Linked DNA regions of Rattus norvegicus: region 1 is linked to region 2. Evidence: chromatin contacts called from public Hi-C data. All regions are on one chromosome and are shown on one strand. The core of a region is the stretch at or near the end of the contact, and the rest is flanking DNA. Distances in the headings are between cores, read along the strand shown. Region 1 overlaps Map3k3 (mitogen activated protein kinase kinase kinase 3). Region 2 holds the start of Map3k3 (mitogen activated protein kinase kinase kinase 3).

Region 1 (2,700 bases), core at 201-2,700, 49 kb before region 2:
ATTCTACAACCATAAGCTTCGCTTAGGGCCCATCATCTTGAAGTTTATATCAACTTTTATGTCTAAAATAGCTTGGGTCAGGGCTAACCACCAGGCAGCACTTCCTGCACCTGTGGAGGAGCTGACTGTGGGTTTTGCAATTTCAGCCTTTATAAGCTCGCCCTAAGAAATGCTCGGGGTTGGGGATTTAGCTCAGTGGTAGAGCGCTTGCCTAGCAAGTGCAAGGCCCTGGGTTCGGTCCTCAGGTCTGGAAAACAACAACAACAACAACAACAACAACAACAAAAAACAAAAAACAAACAAAAAAACAAAAACAAAAACAAAAAAAGAGAAATGCTCCAGGCAGTAGCTCTCAGTTCCTGAAGTCCAAGCTATGTCCCTGATCGACCAGCCTTAGAACGTGCATTCAATAAACTATCCCTGTCTGATTGAGACTGGTGTCCATGTAGTTTGTGGGGCAACTCCAGAAGCCCAACAGCATCAACCCAAGGACATAGTCTCAGATGAGAAGACTGACATAAAGCTATATTATATTGAAAATAGGCAAAGAATTTTGCATATTTACTGTCTCAACCTCTCCATCGCAGAGTGAAGTAAGTCAGTACCTGAGCCATGGTATTGAAATGATCTCAGAAGCCTGTAGGAGACAGTTTGTCTAGGTATTTAAAGCTCTATAGAAACTGAAGCTGCTTTGAGTATAAATTTAGGGATATTTTGCTGTGAACTCACTGCGCAATAAAATCAGCTAAGATGCCAAGCGGCGGTGGTGCACATCTTTAATCCCAGCACTCAGGAGGCAGAGGCACTTGGATCTCTGAGTTCAAGGCCAGCCTGGTCTACAAGTGAGTTCCAGCATGGCCAGGGCTGCATTGAAAAATGCTTAGATGATCCTTGCCTCTTGTGTGTTTGAGCATAAGAATCTGCTTCTCTCACTCTCTCACTGGTTCCATAATCTAGAATTTTACTTTTCCTGAAACAAGTTACAATTGTTCTTTTCTAGCGTGCTCTAGAATAAAAAGATACTATAATTTTACTCAGAACAATTTTTTTCTTTTTTTTGGAGCTGGGGACCGAACCCAGGGCTCCTCTACCACTGAGCTAAATCCCCAACCCCTAGGACAAATTTTTTAAAAGGTCTCCTACAAGCGATTAGTTAGAAGGGAAAAAGCCTTTCTTGTTGGTAATATCTGACACTGTCCACAGCATTCCCTCCTCTACTAGCATACTGCTTCCCCTTGCTTTGGCAGTTGGGATGAATCTAGCACACAGGGCCACAGCTGCAGACACAGGAGGGCCTGGTTGGGGGTGGTAAGAGCATAGGTTTTCTGGGCTTTTATTTCCAGCCAGAGACTTTCACTTTTTCCAATCCACACTGCGGCCTACAGAAAGCCAGCCTTGCTATCTGATGGGCGATGAGCCAGGGGCTATTGTGCACAGCCCACTGCCTGGAGCAGGAAAGGGAAGTCTCCCCAGACCAGTGGCTATCAGAGGAAGCAAATGGAAACAGCAGGAGGCAGCAGGACTGCTCCAGGGCATTTTCAGTTTTGTTTTTAATCTTCATTTCAAAACCTGAGAGCCAATGGGAGGCGCATCAACAGTTGAGAGCAAGTGAGAGAAATAGCTGGACACTGAGCTACAAGACTTGACAGTCACATATTTACCAGCAATGACCAGGAGCAAGCCAGGAGGTGCAAAGCTCTGTTATCAAAGCACCACTGATTCCATAGTCTTTGAGGGCACTCACTGGTGGGAGGAGAAGGGGGGGGAGGAGGCAGTTCCCATGGGATAGCCTTTCCTGATACTCCGGGCTGACTGTGCTGCTCTAACCACATCAAGAGGCCCAGGCCAGCATCACAGAAGAGCCTATCTGCAGCTTCCTCTGAAGGCATTCTAAATGGAAAAGTCCAGGGTTTAAGCGTGAGCTGTTAAAATTTTTCCCAGATTATGTTACTGTCAGTTTCTTTTTTTTGTTTTTTTGTTTTGTTTTGTTTTGAGACAGGATCTCTCTCTACATCTACTGTTAGTTTCTTTAACCAGAGAAGCTGAGCAGAAACAAACTGTCTCCCTAGACTGTGGATGATTCTTTCACTTGTGTTCTGACTTAGGGCTGAAATGCAGCCTCTCACTCTTCTCAGAGAACCCTCATCAGGAAGCTGATACAATCAGGAAGTTGCCTCCACAGGGACTTCTAGGCCTTTGGGTCAGTGTTAATGTGCAGGTCACTGCAAATGCAAAGAGATATTTCCAAATCCTTTTCTCTTTTAGGGGACAGATGAGATAGGAGAGTAATCAAATCTTTTTCTTCTTCAGTAGAAAGCAACATTTCCTGAACTGCTCACATGGGATAAGGCTGTGCAAAAATACTTCTCGATCTTTTTATTCCATAGAAAACTAGCAACAACCTATGTTTCCATTTTAAAGCAGCTACTATCACCATACACTTTATATTCTTACCTAGTACACAAAATTTACTGCAAAAAGAACCTCTGGAGTGAAGAAAGGAGACAATTTTATTTTCTCAGTATGTATTAGCAGAAACCACCTCATGGATTCTTGTCCCAGGACTAGAAGTTTATACTACACAGTGTTTGGACTTTCTACTACCAGCTATTGCTATAATAAAATTCCAGCTTTTCTCTTTTCCCTTCATCTGAATTCATCCTCTACCTGCAAGAGATTCCAGGTTTCTCTCCCTTTCTC
Region 2 (2,837 bases), core at 36-2,535:
AGGAACAAGAGCATCACAATACCTTCCCCAAGTGGAGAAGCAAAATATATTTAAAGTGTCACACATTCCTTAGCTAAGTCCAAGTCTTTTGGTAAAATACCAAAATTATGCGAAATATATATTTTATTCAGCTCAAATACTGTGTAGAAGACATTAAAAAACTTTTCTTAGATTATATCTTCACAGCAGAATTACAAATACTGACAAAAAGGAAATGATTTCATAGTGATTCTTTTATGTAGCGAATGCCTCCTTCAAAAGTTACATAGTTTCAGGGATAGCACTGGATAAGAGCCGGATTTTTTTCCAAAAGTAGGGTCTGAGTTATAACCCACAGCGTTTAACGATTCTTAACTTCAGTAATCTGTGAGGAGCGCAGCTCGCATTTCTCAAGCCTGCTATTGCTAACAGGGATCCGCGTCGAATAGCGTCGCAGTGGATCCCCCGCATACCCTCCCCCCTGCGCAGGGGAGCGCACCGAGCTCCAGAGCAAAGCCCCGGGAACTCACAGTGTGAGCAAAGGGAAGGAAATGACACAGGCAGGAAAAAAAAAAAAAAAAAAAAAAAGCAAATCAAGGAAAAGACACAACAGCAGCTGGGCCTGCACCAGGCTCCAGCCCCGGCCCCACACTGAGCTCCGGCTCCCCCACCCTCAAGCTCGCGCGCCAGCTCGCTGGGGACCGGAGTGGGCGGCCCGACCGAGCACGGGCCTCCGTCCCGCAGACCCCTCCCCGGGATGCGCCCGCCGCATGCCCGAAAAGAGAGCTGCCGAGTGGGTTTGGCCGGTAGGGCACCCCCGGAAGGTCCTGGTAGCCAGAATCACAGCCCTGGTCGCGGCGCCGCGAAGAGGCGAGCGGTTCGCGGTCCTCAGTCCCGGGCCCGGCGAACTGTCCATGCCTGTCAGGCAGCGGCCCAGGGTCCTCCTCCCCTCAGCCCAGGGCGGAGCGTCGCGAAGCAGCGCGGGCACAGGCCGGGGCGGTGGCGGTACTCACCCATGGTGGCGATGGCGGCGGCAGCGGTATCAGCCCAGAAGTGTCACCTCCGCAGCCGGGGCTGCATGCCGGGGGAGCAGGCGGCGGGGACGGCGGCAGGCCTGGCTCCGCGCGGGGGCCGTGGGCTGCGCTCGGGGCCCCCGCCGCCTCCCCAGGCTCCGGCTCCGGCCCGGGCCGGGCGCTGTGGCATGAGCAGGGTGGCCCGCTACATCCCCGGCGCTCCCAGGCTCGGCCCAACCCGGCCTCGGCGGCGCCACTCGGCTGGCCCGCCTGCCAGTCTTGAAGTCCAGAAGTAGCTCCGACCGGCCACTGTTCTCCACCTCAGGAACGCTCCGAAAAACAAACCGCTGGGCGCGCAGCAAGCCTTGCAATCTGTCACTCATGCCAGCATCTGCCAATCGCAGACAGCCGCTGGGCCTTGGCGCTACCCCCATGCCCATTGCCAGCCAATAACCAGGAGGAAGTCAGATACTCCCGCCCCTCCTCCCGTTCTCTCCCAACGCCCTCACTCTCATCCGCCAGCTAATCACGACGGACCAATCCCGCCTACTCTTACAGGATGCCAATGGGCGAAGTCAAGGCGATTTCCGAGGGCTGTCTAGAGCCTGCCAATCACCCAGACAGCGCCCGTCCTCTCGCGCCTAGCCAATCACAGAGAGAGCGCTGAGCACCCGCCGCGGAGCATCACTAGCTGGCGCTCTCGGCTTCTCTGGCCAATCTGCTCCAATCACAGCTCCGGCTTGAAGCCCCGCCCACAACCCTCTACTCAGTTGCGGAACCCTCGGCTGGCGCGCGGGCTGGCGCTGTTCCCCTCAGCGGCTACACTGGCTGGCTCCTTGAAAAAGCGTAGAGGCCCTCAGAATACGACAACCTTCGGCCCTATGGTTGTCGGCGACCTCGAGGTGCTGAGGTGTTCGGCCCCTGCTGGTGCGAAGTGTCTGGCCTGGAATGGGCGGAGAAGATTTGGCTCGGAGCTTCCAGGCCACTTGTGCCGCGCGATCCCCTAAGCAGCCCACGGCTCTACGTGCGGATTTTACTAGAAGGAGGACGGTCTCGATCTCGTTACTTCTCATTCCCCTGGGTCTCAGACCTCCGAGGGCACATCTAATTCCTCCGTCTCCAAAGGCTAGGGTAGTGCTGGAATGTGGGTCCCCACATTCGGGGTTCTGCTAAAGTTGTTCTTGGACAAATTTTGCTCAGAGTTATAAAATCGAGACACGTTTTTAAAAGAAAAGTTAAAAGTGCAGGAAAATCCCAACCCTAGAGATAGTTTTATCTATTTCTTACCTAGATATGCAACGTTTGACAAAAAAACAAAAAAAAAAAAACAAAAAAAACCACTTCGTATTGTTTTGTAGTGTGCTTACACATTTGTGTTTCCTGTGCCACGAAATATTGTCTCAAAACAATTGTACTGGCTGTGCGATCTTTCAAAAGGGCATTGTGATTAACTTCTTCAACCTCCATTGTTTCAACAATTTATACACCCAGTCTTTAGATTCCAACTCTACCAGAATTAGTGTGGGTTCTCTTTCTCTGGAACTGTTCCAGTGACATATTTCAGATTCCAGAAAAATCTTCGGATGCCATTTTCAGTTGTCATTTAGAAACACCTTAGGGGGTGACTTTGGGGTGTCAGATCTCTTAAAGAGTATCTTACACAATCCATTTTCTTCATCCTCTCTCTCAACCCCATACTATTTAATTATCTCTCTCTTGTCCTGTATTTTTTTCTTTTATTTGTGTGTGGGGGGGGGGCGGGTGGTGGTGTGGTGGTGGTGGTGGTGTTTATGGAGTTGTTTTTTTGTTGTTTGAGACAGAGTCTCTAACCTAGGCTGTCCTGGA

Evidence for each region. A called contact is a pair of places that touch in the nucleus more often than the background predicts.
Region 1: a Hi-C map of Schwann cells shows a contact between it and region 2, with 3 times the contacts expected there. The contact joins the enhancer-like site here to the promoter of Map3k3 in region 2. A contact is called at or near these places in 4 of 12 Hi-C or Micro-C datasets (the A7r5 cell line, Schwann cells, liver and 1 more).

What each region holds. Positions count from the first base shown.
Region 1 is chr10:91,567,486-91,570,185 of GRCr8, reverse strand. All of the region lies in intron 6 of Map3k3 (mitogen activated protein kinase kinase kinase 3), which reads right to left. Among named protein-coding and RNA genes, the nearest start is that of Limd2, 23 kb to the left of the region's middle. Within about 2 kb of position 1,450, at least 38 of the 93 cell types and tissues checked have an H3K27ac peak or open chromatin away from gene starts, as enhancers often do. A contact at or near this core is called in Schwann cells, where this site is marked.
Region 2 is chr10:91,518,424-91,521,260 of GRCr8, reverse strand. It overlaps Map3k3 (mitogen activated protein kinase kinase kinase 3), which reads right to left and starts at 1,285. Exons shown (of 16, transcript NM_001107058.3): 1 at 993-1,285. The coding sequence starts at 996.